Linked DNA regions of Mus musculus: region 2 is linked to region 1. The links are chromatin contacts, called in public Hi-C maps. All regions are on one chromosome and are shown on one strand. Each heading gives the region's core, a stretch centred on a gene start, on an enhancer-like site or on the middle of the called end of the contact. The rest is flanking DNA. Distances are from core to core; before and after follow the strand shown.

Region 1 (6,019 bases), core at 1,536-4,035:
TTCACCAGGTCCCCGGAGTGTGGGTGGGAGCAGGGGATGCTAAGAGTGGCCTTTGGACTCAGAACGCATAGCTTCTGCATGCACTCGCTAACCGTGTGGCCTCAGAGCCTGATATGTCCTTAAATAGGAGATGACAGTACCTAACTCATAGCATCCCTGTAAGGACTTGTGAGAAAACAAAATGTATGCAAGGTGCTCAGTATATTGTCAGGCTCACAGTAAGCACTCAAGCATTTGTCTAAACACACACACATACACACAAACACACACACATGCACACGCGCGCGCGCGCGCGCGCGCGCACACACACACACACACACTCGCGCACCACACAGTGTCTCATACCCATTACCTCCCTCTTTTATTTTTTTAAATCAGCAAGACATTTTAAATAAGAATCAATCTCTACTCCCCCCCCCGCCCCCCTCCCTTTTCAGCAAGAAATTTAAGACTTCATGGTTAAAGAACAGGCCAGAGTGAGCGTTATGGGATAGAGCTCGAAATATGATTATGGGATGGAGCGTAGTTATGTGCACAATTTTCAATGTTCTGAGAGTTTTCAAGGTAGGAGTTAACGAGGGGGAATCCCTCTCCAGGCTTTAGATGTCAGCCTGAGCTTAAAATGTAGAAAGGGCCAAGAATGATTGGAGGGTGTGCCACAAAGACTCGAGAGGGACAGAGGTTATAGCTTAGGCAGTCCCTGGGGAGGGCACGAGGTTAGATGTTAATGAACAAGGGAACTTTCAGGAAATAGCCACGTGGTGGGAAGTGGCTTAAGCAAAACGGAGACAGAAGCAAAATCTACCCTAAACTTGGCTCGAGGTTGGGTTTGCCCAGATGGCAGGGCCAGGGAAGGAAGGTCCCTGCCCAATCTCACATGCAGGCTGTCTTCAAGTTCTAAGCAAGACGTTCATCACTACCTCAGTGACTGGGAAAAGCCCTTGCTGGACCCCTAGACAGTTTCAGAGTGATCTCTGCTGTGGCCTGAGTCGCAGGTGTCTCCTCCCAGTCACCGTGGCCTGGGTTGAGCTGGCACAAGGACTTGGCTCATCCCCACCAAGAAAGAGTTCTGCTCACAGTCAGGGATTCTGCCAGACAAGGGAACAGACCTGCCCAATATCCCCACACCATCTGCCAACACCCCATGGGCAACAGGCCTTCTGCTCCAGCCTCACACCAGCCTCCTGAGCCAACAGGGTCCCTGAAGTGATTGCCTTGTCGTGGGCTTATATCAGTTCCTAGAAAGCTCATCTTCTAGCAGACAGGTGTTCTGAGCATTTATACGCCTGCGTTTGGTGCTGAGGTAGAATTTACTGAACACGGGGTCAGCAGGGTGGAGTGGCTGGGTACAGGAACAGTAACACAGCACAGCGGCTGGAGCCGCCTCTGTCCCGCTGACTAGGGAGAGTAAGTGAGGAAAGATGAGTTAGGAGTTAACCTAGCTAAAGAGCTAGCTTGCTAACACAGATCTGTGTGTGTCACCGGATTTCTGCTCTTTTACCGCGTCATGTGTAGGCTTCAGTTCAGACGACTCTCAGGACAATTTTAGCCTTTTATTTTTGAGACAGAATCCCATGTAGCCAGGGCTGCCTTCGAACTAACTCGTAGTCAAGCGTAACTCAGAAACCCCTGGTCCTCCTATATCCACCTCCCTAGAACTGGATCACAGTGTGTCCCACCAGTTCCGCTTTGATGCCGTGCTAGGGATCTGACCCAGGGCTCCACGCACGCTAAGCTAAGCACTCTATTAACTAGGCTACATTCCCAGCGCTCCCGGCAGTTTCTAGAGAATGGGCTTGTCTGCAGTAAACCACGCACATTCTTTGCCTCAACATCTCCCTCAAACACTTCTGCGTCAAGATGGTGGGGTTGGGGTTTGGATATTATTCTGTACAGAGAGCCAGTGAGGAGCAGTAGAATGCTTCAGAGATCTTGGTCCGTTGGTCGGTAGGCTTCAGGTAAGTGGATAATTAAATTTGGGGGATGTTCCTGGGAGAGTTCCCACAATGGAGCTGAGCATCTGGGGCTCACATGGCTTCGGATACGGATGCTTGCTCGCTTGCTCGGCTGTTTACTTCTTATTACAGTCGCATTAAAGCGCTTGACAAGGATGGCTGAGTTCCGAGTGCTGCACAGGCAAGCGTGGTGTGGGGAGTGACTCATCATATTTACTCTCAGGCTCTCCTCTAGTAAAAAGATTAATTCAGTAGAACCCAAATTCCAGGGAAAAATGGTTTGTTTGCTTTTCTAAATTGTGGGGCTTCTGGCGAGCCCGTGGCTTTTTCAGATTGCTTCATCTGACATTTCCTAGAAATGCTAGCTAACCTTATCCATCGTTTGCAAGTGGAAAGTTATGTTTGAGCCGTCCAGAAGTCAGCTGGTAAGACTAGAAGTTTCCAACATTTTGGTTGAGTTTGGGTCTGATATTGTTGCACGGTTGGTTGGTTTGTTCATTTGTTTAGCAACAGCCATCTTGCTAGATAGCTCAGGGCTCAGCCACGCCTCAAACTTGTAGTCCTCCTGCCTCAGCCTCCCAAGTACCTTTATTACAGGCATATCATCAGATCTGGTGAAGTAAAGTTTTTAACTGGACCCTTTCTATTTTTTTGGTGGTAAGTGGGGACTGAGAATTGAACCCATGGCCTTATTGATGCTACACAGCTTCCCAGCATTGCTCTTCTCTTTCAGCACTTCCCCTTGGTCCTCCGGCACTGGCTTGCCATGGTGTGTGCCCTAGGCAAAACCCTGCTGTAGAGAGAGCTTCTGTAGAGAGCGCGTGGAAGGCTGTGAGTCACACAGTTCCTCTCTTGGAAGAATGCTTTCCTGCCCTGTTGGGCAGTTCCATCAGGCAAAGCCATTCAGCCAACAGTAAATGCTATAGTTAGGTAGTGGTGCCCTTTGATCTTTTCGATTAGAAAAATAAGCCCAAGTAACTTAAATCTAAGCAAGCCACACCAGTTAATTACTTCTTAACTCTTAGGCATGTCTGGTCTTTACCAGCTCTCTCTAACACACCACTTAAACTCCCATTTTAACATCTTTATCCCTCTGGAACCTCTTTATTCAGTAATCTCTCAGGTCATTTCCCAGGGCTTTTACTGGTTTGTTTTAGTCACGGTGTCACAGATGTCCCTGTACTACCCTGTATCTTTGGAATCATTGACTGTAACTTAAAACTTATGGCCCTTTCTTGGTAATAAAATTTCACACAATTCCATTATTTGAAGATACCATTTAGGTTGTTAAAAATCTAGGCATTTTCCAGGGGTCGAGGGTAGATAAGAAATGAAACAATGGCCGAGTGTGGATGTAGACTTGTTCATTCAGTGGCCTCCAGGCTACAAAGGTGGAGACAAAATACACTTGGAAATGGTCTGGAAAATGGCCTCATAAGAGAGTTCAAAGGTAGACACAGATCTTTGGATTTATCAGCTTGTAAGCAATAGGCAAAGCCACAAGGATAGCAGACATCCAGAGAGGGCATAGGTTTTAAATGGCATTCGGGATGGACAGAGGAAGAAGATGCAGCAGTCAAAGAGGCAGGAGATTTGGGAGAGAACCCAGTCCTCCCAAAGTCCAGGCTGCCGCTGCAGGGAAGTGAGTGAGTTTGAGGCCAGCCTGGTCACAGAAGGTGAGTAAAGGGGAGGTTTTTTCAGACCGTGTATCTGGGGGAGAACTGTTCAATGGGAAAGAGCAAGGAAGGCAGAAAAGGGGTTGTCAGAGGTCACGGTGGTCCAGGGACAGGAAAGGTCCTTCAGCTGGAAGGAAGGGGCCATTGGGAAGTTAGAAAGCAGAGAAGAGGGGGCAGTCAGTCTTGCTGCCCTGCCCCTTCTCAACACAGCAGGAAGCTGTGTCATGTGCTGAACAGGAAAGAATTCGAGTGTGTGTGTGTGTGTGTGTGTGTGTGTGTGTGTGTGTGTGTGTGTTATAAGAGCATACGTGCACATGTGTGTTCAGCTGCACTTGTTTATGTGTGCATGTGTGGTTGCCAGAGGCAGACATTGGGAGTCATCCTCTATCACTCTCCACCTTGTTCTTAAATTGAGAAAATAGGGACTGGAGAGATGGCTCAGCTGGTAAGAGCACTGGCTGCTCCTCTAGAGGTTGTGGGTTCAATTCCTAGCACCCACATAGCAGCTCACAAATATCTGTAGCTCCAGATCCAGGGATCTGACACCCTTACACAGACATGCATGCAGGCAAAACACCCCAATGCACATAGAATAAAAATAAATAAATCTTTAAATTGAAATAAATGATGTCTTTATTAATTCTTTGAGACTTTCATGCAATGTATTTTGACCATTTGACCACCCCTCCAGAGCTCCCCCACTGTTCTTCTCAACCTCCCTACCCACCCATTTTCTTTTAAAAATTAAAAAGTTAAACAAACAAACAAACAAAACCCCAGTTTGTCAACTACTCCTAGTCATGGAGCCTGCCCTTGGAGTGTGATCTGTATACCAATTGTCATTCCACTAAGGACAACTAACTTTCTTTTTTCTAGTAGCAATCAAGTGCCAACAGCCCCTCTGTTAGGCCTGGAACCTCGCGTCTACCTCTCTTTCTACATGCTGTGATCTTTATCAGGCGTGTGCTGTCACAATTGCTGTAAATTCCTACAAGCATCTGCCTGATGGCGTTGAAGTCATCGGCACCTCCGGCTCTTATAATCTTTGCATCTGCTCTTCTGCGCAGATCCTGGAGCCTTGCGGGGAGGGGTGTGATAGGGATATCTCACTTAGGGCCGAGCGCTTGTGAGATTGAGCTTATTCTCTGTACGCATGCGCGCACTCCCGCTCCAGTTTCCGTAAAGACCAGTTCTCTCACTGGAGCTTCTCAGGCCAAACCAGCTAGCTGTGAGCTCCAGCGACCTGCCTGTCTCCACCCCATCAGCAGTGGTTACGGATGTGTCATGTATGTTTGGCTTTTACATGGATGCTGAAGATCTGAACTCAGGCTCTCATGCTAGTGCAGCAAGCACTTTATCCGCTGACCCGCCTTTCCTGAAACCCAGGCTTTATTTATTTTCTCAAACTTGTATTCTCTGGACTCAGCCACCATCCCTAGCTTGGAAATGGTTGCCTTTGTTTTTCTGTTGAGACAGCATCTCACACTGTTGGCCAGGCTGGCCTGGAACTACACAGCCCAATTTGCCTTTGAAATGGCAGGGACCCTCTTGCCTCGGCCTTTTGAGCGCCAGGACGTCAGGATGAAGCCCCCAAGCTTGGCAGTCTCTAGAAACAAAAAGGAGGCATTGGTGGATTCTATGGCTCGGTGGGTAAAGACTCTTGTCACTAAGACTGAAAAGCTAAACTCAATCACTGTGACCCACTTTGGGGAAGGAAAGAATGCTCAGGGCTGTCCCAGGATGTCCACGTACACACTGATAGATTTACCCACCCCATAAATAAACAAACAAACAAACAAATGAATGAAAAAAAAATATGGTCTTCTCTTTTCTATGCCTCATATATTACATTTCTACTTTGGACACTCTGACTTGCTTTCTTTTGAACCCCAGTGGTCATGCTTAAGAAATAAAAGCTTATGTCTAAGGTCGGGCAGTGGAGCCCAATGCGGGAACTTCTGACCAGCTGAAAGCCTGGTTCTAGTGTGCAACCTGGCTTACTGTGGTGAATCTACCCAGCTCCGTGCAAGTCCTATTGACATAAAGATGGATGGCTGAGCAAACGCGATGAATCAACGAACACCGAGAATGTTAAGCTCTTCCTTAGGAAAGTGGAAAACTCCTTAGGGTAGGGAGGTCCCCCTGAGAAACTGTACTGTTCTTGATGTAATAATAGACTAGAAAGCCTTTTATAGCCGGGGTAGGTGTGGCAGCTGAGAAACGGAAAGAAAGAAATATGAGTCAATCAAAATCCGCATTCTGTATCCTTCGGCCACTGTCAATCAGATTCGGGAAAGGGCTGGTGTACTCGTGTAGTAGCTCTTACCACCGTGGACTGCAGCTTCCGGTCTGGAGGAGGCTCAGCCGTGCAGCTGTACTTCCTGCTCT
Region 2 (6,019 bases), core at 1,424-3,923, 150 kb after region 1:
GGACACTAGGCAAAAAGTTCTACACATGAACAGTAGCCTCTTACCCAGTAATCATAGTAGTCTAACATGTCACAATGAGATGGCCTTGTGCTTTCTGTGTCATAGTTTTAATACCTAAGAAGATAAATTTTGCCCCTACACTTCAGGCTCACTGCCACCAAATAGTAATGTAGCAATTCCCAAGGTTGTGTTTCTGAGATTGAAGATGTTCATATTCCCCTGTGCATAGAACATGGGTTTTAGTTTTATATCATATACAAATATGGAGTGCATCTCCCCCCCCCCCGTATGTATGTATGTGTGTGTATGTGTATGTGTCTCTAGCTCTAGGTGTGTTTATGTATGTGTGTGTGACTCTCTAATTTACTATCTTTATGTGTGTGTCTGTCTTTCTCACACATGTGTGCATGTCATGTGTACATGTGGGCGCGCACACACACACACACACACAATTTCGTTTGCTGTTTGCCATTGTGTATGCCAGACCAACTGGCCCTGTCTCATCTTGCTGCAGGAGCACTGGGGTACAGATGTTCTATTGCCCTCATTTTGAATGGTTTCTGCATATTCACATTAATATCCTTCACATTGGTATAGCAAGAACCCTTACCCCCTGAAACAAGCAGTTCTACCTCGGTTGTGTGAGTTGGTGGTAGGGAGCAGTGCTCAAGCTGACCTTAATCAAGTGTCATAATTAAAGAGAAGAGTATAAACCTTTTCCCCCATATTTCATTAAGTTGCATGGAAGCTTGTAATTAATATATAATTATGATATTACAACCATATCAAAAGAAAGGACAAAAGAAGAACAACCATGTTCACCCATTTTAGCCTTGCCAGCCAGCCAGCCAGACACCAGGAGTGAAGAGATTAAAATGAAGCAAAATAAATTATTCCCCTCCCAGTATCTTTGCTTCTGAAGAAGAAAGGATGAAAGCATCGGGTTCAAAGACTCGACTTACCCTACGGTTGCTTTCTCATCTTGTCAGGGCAGTCAGAGGTCAAGGTTAGGGCCAGGGTAGTCAGAGCTCTGAGGCAGAACCAGTCCTTGCATAGCATTTTGCTGCAACCTCTTAAAAGGAAACATCTAGATTAAAAACATGTTGTTGGTCCAAAGTGTGTCGATACTGGGTTAAACATTCCTTTGGGTGTTTTGTTTGTTTATTGTTATTTTAAGATATGCTCTTCTATAGCCCAGGCTAGCCTCTAATTCAAAATGTACCAGAGGATGACCTTGAACTCTTGATCTTCCTGCCTCCTCCTCCCAATGCTGGGAATGTCACTAGGCCCAGCTCTGGTGGTGTGTTCATTATAGCAGCAGATAATTCCGAACACTGCAAGCCATCAGCTCTCCGCAGGGGCCTGTTCTATTTTTCTACTCCATGATAAATGTGTGTATATGTATGTATATATATGTATATATATATAAATATACACACACACACATACACACACACACATAGAAAGAGAGCACGCGAGAGAGAGTGAGATAGAACAGAACATTGGAATAGGAGGTCTGCATACGACAAGGACAATGACTGGTCAAATGGCTGAGTCTCCTCCCCACTTGCAGGCTTCGGGATGCTGCCTGAGCCACTCTGTCTGAAGTTCCTTGTCTGAGAAGCTGAAAGAGCTTTATAAACACGTTGTATGATTTCTGGCAGTGTGTTTTCTTAGTATGTTTCCTAAGTGAACACTCCTAGCTAACAGTTAGGGCTTCACGCCAAGCTCTGCACCAGGTGTACACATCCCATTTCATCTGCTCAGCAGCCCCACAAGGTGAACTGTAGTGGCTTCTCAGTTCACAAAGAGAATGGGGGATGAAGAAGTGCAGCCATTTGCCTGGATGTGCGACTGCGATATGGCAGAGCCAGATTTACTGGTGGACCAGAACATGGGCACACCCTAATGATGGGCTGGACCCCAAGGGAGTCAGTTACTTTCTGTATCATGTCCTCCTCATATGCACTATGGGCTGCAAATCTCCTACGCCCATGTCCTTTAGGATATGACATTTGGGGTGCTGTCTAGAACATAGCATGCTGTATATTCAATGAGCTTAAGAAGAGTTCTAATACGGAGCCTGCTGTAAACTGTGTGTGTTGAATCTGATCCTGTGAGACAAGGTGGGGAGGTGGGGCCTTATGATCAGGAGGTCACAGGGGGCTCTTTTATAAATGGCTATAGTGACATTATCAAAACATGAAAGAGAGCTGGGTGGTGGTGACGCACGCCTTTAATCCCAGCACTCAGGAGGCAGAGGCAGGCGGATTTCTGAGTTCGAGGCCAGCCTGGTGTACAAAGTGAGTTCCAGGACAGCCAGGGCTACACAGAGAAACCCTGACTAGAAAAAAAAACCAAAAAAAAAACCCAAAAACAAACCAAAACATGAAAGAGTTTCTTCCTCTACTTTCTACCATGTCAGGAAACAGGAAGAAGACACTACTTGAAAATCAAGAAGTGGGCCTCTCCTAGATCCTATATCTGTTGGGATCTTGATCCTGGCTTCCTGTGGTCTCTCCTCTGGGAGTCTCTGTCCTAATCTTTCATAAGGACACTAGTCATCCTGGATTAAGGTCCACTTTAATGACCTTGTTCAACTTAATTACGCTCGCAAGGTCCTATCTCATCTCATTAGTCACATCCAGACGCTCTGCTGATTAGGGTTGCGACGTGAGGCTTGGTGGGCGCACGGAAGGCCACAACAAGGACAAGCCTCAGCATTATCTGGGGAATGTACTTAGCAGCGAACTCAGAATAAAGTGTGTCTGTTTGCTGCACATGGGAAGGAGCTCCAAGTCGCTGCCCTTTAAGAACATGCTGTTTTACTGAATAAGTCAAGCATGGGCACCATGGAGGCCTCAGACCTTATTTCTGGGGAGTCTGGGGTGGGGGTAAGTGTGAGAAGGCAGGCAGCGCGAAGACAGTTTTCCCAGTTACACATCTCTTTCCTCGACAACCCCAGTCAGGCCACTTGACCACTTCTGGGTTACTAATGCCAATTCCAGGTTCTTTTCCTCATTTATTTAACAGAGAAAATCTCAGCCCCTTTCCCTTCACACTCCTGGGCACAGTCACCCACAGCCCCTCCTCTCTGGGTCCCCTTTCTTCTCTAGAAGAGGCTGCCATCTTATTTCAGAACCAGCTCATGTGCCTGTGTGCTAAATCTTACTTTCCTTCCAGGCCCTTCCACACCCCACCCCACCCCATGGGACATCTTCCTTTTGTATTGTTTTGTCTTATTTTGTATTGTCTTGTGCCAGGACTTGGTACACATTCATAGGTACTAAAAACAAAACAAACAAGCAAACAAAAACTTTGAGCTGATTACTGGGGCTATTTCAGTGGTTCTCAACCTGTGGATTATGACCCCTCTGGGGGCCGCATATCAGATATTCTGCATATCAGGTATTTGCATTGCCATTCATAATAGTATCAAAAGTAGCAGTGAAATAACTTTATGGTTTGAGTCACCATAACACGAGGAACTATACTAAAGGTTCACAGCATTGGGAAGGTTGAGAACCACTGGGCTAGATAATTAAATATTTTTTCAGAGATAAGTAAGTTCAAGACTCAGGCAGGATTTGAAAATGTCACAGAGCTGTGGAATAAACCAGATGGACAGAAGCAAAATGAAGTTAGTTGCTCCAGTGAGGCTAGAATCTTTAATCTTTAAAGTGGCTGCCTGTGCAGAGACCCCCACTGGAGTAACAGGTTCCCCTGTCTCCCTACCGTTTATGAGTGTGATAAAGTCAGAGGAATATCACAGTAGTTACAGGCGCCAGTCACTGCCTCATCAGGGTGTGGCACAGGATGGATGCCAGAGAGAAGCTGCTCTTTCATTGGAGACTGCCAATACCCAGGGAAGGAGAATGGCACCAGAGGATAATCTGGTCAGCCTGGTGACCCAGAGCAGCCAGAACCAGCCAGGTGCCTCTGGGTGATGGTTGGGCTGCAGTCCTGACCTTCCCTGTGTGTGCATCCCGGGTTCATCAGCCCTCAGCTGGTGCTCTGAAGATGTGCAGAGTTGCCACCATCTTGGTGATTTTCTATTCTCTGCCCCTTGTCCTTGGCAATCTCTAGGTGGATCCAAAACTTCCTTTCTCTGTGGAATGCTGAGGGGGGACCCCAGAACACTCGCACACCCCTGTGGCTGCTTCTCACCAGGAGTCCTTCCCATAGGGGGAACTTGGCACCTGGTATCCAAAGCCTTCCCGTGTCCCCCTCAGCAAGGTAGGTATTCCATGCCTCACAAGTCAAAACAACATCTTTAGCCTGCCTGAGTAGACCCATGGCCCCTCCTTTACCCACGAGCAATGAAATGAGAGCGGAGAACCTGGGGCTGGCCATGGTTACACACACTGTCATTCCTAGCATTCTGGAGGCTGTCAGACGGATCTCTGTGAGTTCCAGGCCAGCCACCAGTAGATGGCAAGACCTTGTTTCCAAACAAAACAAACAATACCCCTCTGAGGGGTGAAATTTGAAAACCCAAGTCATTTCACCATGCTTTAGTAGTGAGAATACCAAACCTTCAATCAACAACTGGGACTTGACAATCTCAGCCTCATCCTGCAACACCCTGTTCAGGAGCCGGCTCCTTTGCATGGCAGTGCTACCCAATGGCATTCCAGCACCAACCCAGGGCAGCATGCTTACGAATGAAGAGGAGTGTTGACCACCTACTCTGGGAGGGGAGCTAGATGCTAAGATCTGATCCAAGGTCAACCAAGGTCTGAAAAGAAGGCTGCGATGCGGGGGGGGGGGGGGGTCCCTACCCCTGCACCATTATTTGAAGCATCCTTGGAGAACCCCGATGATCGTCCCTACACACCCCATTCCTAGCTGCAGTAAACAATGGAAGCCAGCGTAACCTCTGGAGAACTAACTCAGTTCACTTCCTCAAATGGAATATGCTGGCTGAGAAGGGGGCAGAGGGGATTAGGGCCTTTAGTCCACTGTATCAGCCGTGGGAACTTAGAAATCCACACACCTGTCAAATTGATGCTTCGTTTGTCTATTCTTTTTCCTGCTTGGGCATCCCAAGAACTCTATGGATGGACCAAACCAATGCACCAAATGGGCTATGGAAATAAAATGAACACAGACCAAAGACCTCCCTCAGGAATGACAGTCACCCTACGCATCAACAGAAGGGCTCAGCCTTTAATTTCTGGCTTCTATCTTGCCAGGAGCTTACTACACTAAATAGTGTTGAAGCAAATCTTTAATCAGGAGAGGCAAAAGGTGGTTCATATGTAACTCCGACTGATAGGAAGGTGCCCAGGAAACTCAAGGGGAGAGTCCAGGGAAATGTCTTGTGATAGAAGGGGAGTTTAGCAAGGCGGTGGGTGGAGGGGAAGGCTGTGTGAGGGAATAGGGTGGGTCCGCTCCTAACTAAACCAGGTTGACTAGGGAGAGGCTCCTCTCCCAGCCTGGAGACACTGGAATAGCAGAGTGCCACATTCCTCCAGCCTCTTAGTGAGTCATGGCCAACAGTCTCATGGCCTTCACGCTTTCTTCTACACATACACCCTACTCTCTGCTCATATTTCATAAGCCAGAGGTGGATGGGAGAGATCCTTATCTAAAAGGCATAGCTCTAAATTGCTAAGTAGAAATGTTGGTTAGGGTCTTGCTTTGGCACAGTCAATAAATTGCCTTAGGCAAAGTCATATAAGGCGACATGGAGATTCATTTTAACAGTCTCAAACCTATCCTTATCGAATCCCAACACTTCTGCTTTTACATTGGCTGGCAATTTAAGTCTTTTACAAATACAGCCAATCGGATGTCTGATGTTAATGTTACTGCAGTCTGACTTAGAACATTTGGTAGGCTGTGGAGCCTGCCTCTTCCCTACCCTTGCTCACACACTGTATGCTTTTTGCTGTCCCTATGCTACGCAGGCAGTGCCATTCCTGCTGTCACTGTGCCAGTCAGGCAATGCCACTGTATTAGCTACTTATCCTGTTGCTGTGTCAGAGTAGTCTAAAATAAAAACACTTATGGAAAG

What was found. A called contact is a pair of places that touch in the nucleus more often than the background predicts.
Region 2: a contact with region 1 is called in a Hi-C map of the N1E-115 cell line, with 1.8 times the contacts expected there. The contact joins two enhancer-like sites. A contact is called at or near these places in 14 of 39 promoter capture datasets (the C10 cell line, the HPC-7 cell line, HPC-7-derived erythroid cells and 11 more), 1 of 15 datasets of contacts at CTCF or cohesin (pro-B cells), 17 of 484 Hi-C or Micro-C datasets (B cells, CD8 T cells, the G1E-ER4 cell line and 13 more), 23 of 115 datasets of contacts at active chromatin or transcription factors (CD8 T cells, the HPC-7 cell line, Th17 cells and 14 more) and 1 of 9 other capture datasets (embryonic stem cells).

The regions. Positions count from the first base shown.
Region 1 is chr12:69,417,041-69,423,059 of GRCm38.p6, forward strand. No RefSeq gene overlaps it. Among named protein-coding and RNA genes, the nearest start is that of Gm40434, 42 kb to the right of the region's middle. Within about 2 kb of position 2,786, at least 66 of the 459 cell types and tissues checked have an H3K27ac peak or open chromatin away from gene starts, as enhancers often do. A contact at or near this core is called in the N1E-115 cell line, where this site is marked.
Region 2 is chr12:69,564,653-69,570,671 of GRCm38.p6, forward strand. No RefSeq gene overlaps it. Among named protein-coding and RNA genes, the nearest start is that of Vcpkmt, 15 kb to the right of the region's middle. Within about 2 kb of position 2,674, at least 8 of the 459 cell types and tissues checked have an H3K27ac peak or open chromatin away from gene starts, as enhancers often do. A contact at or near this core is called in the N1E-115 cell line, where this site is marked.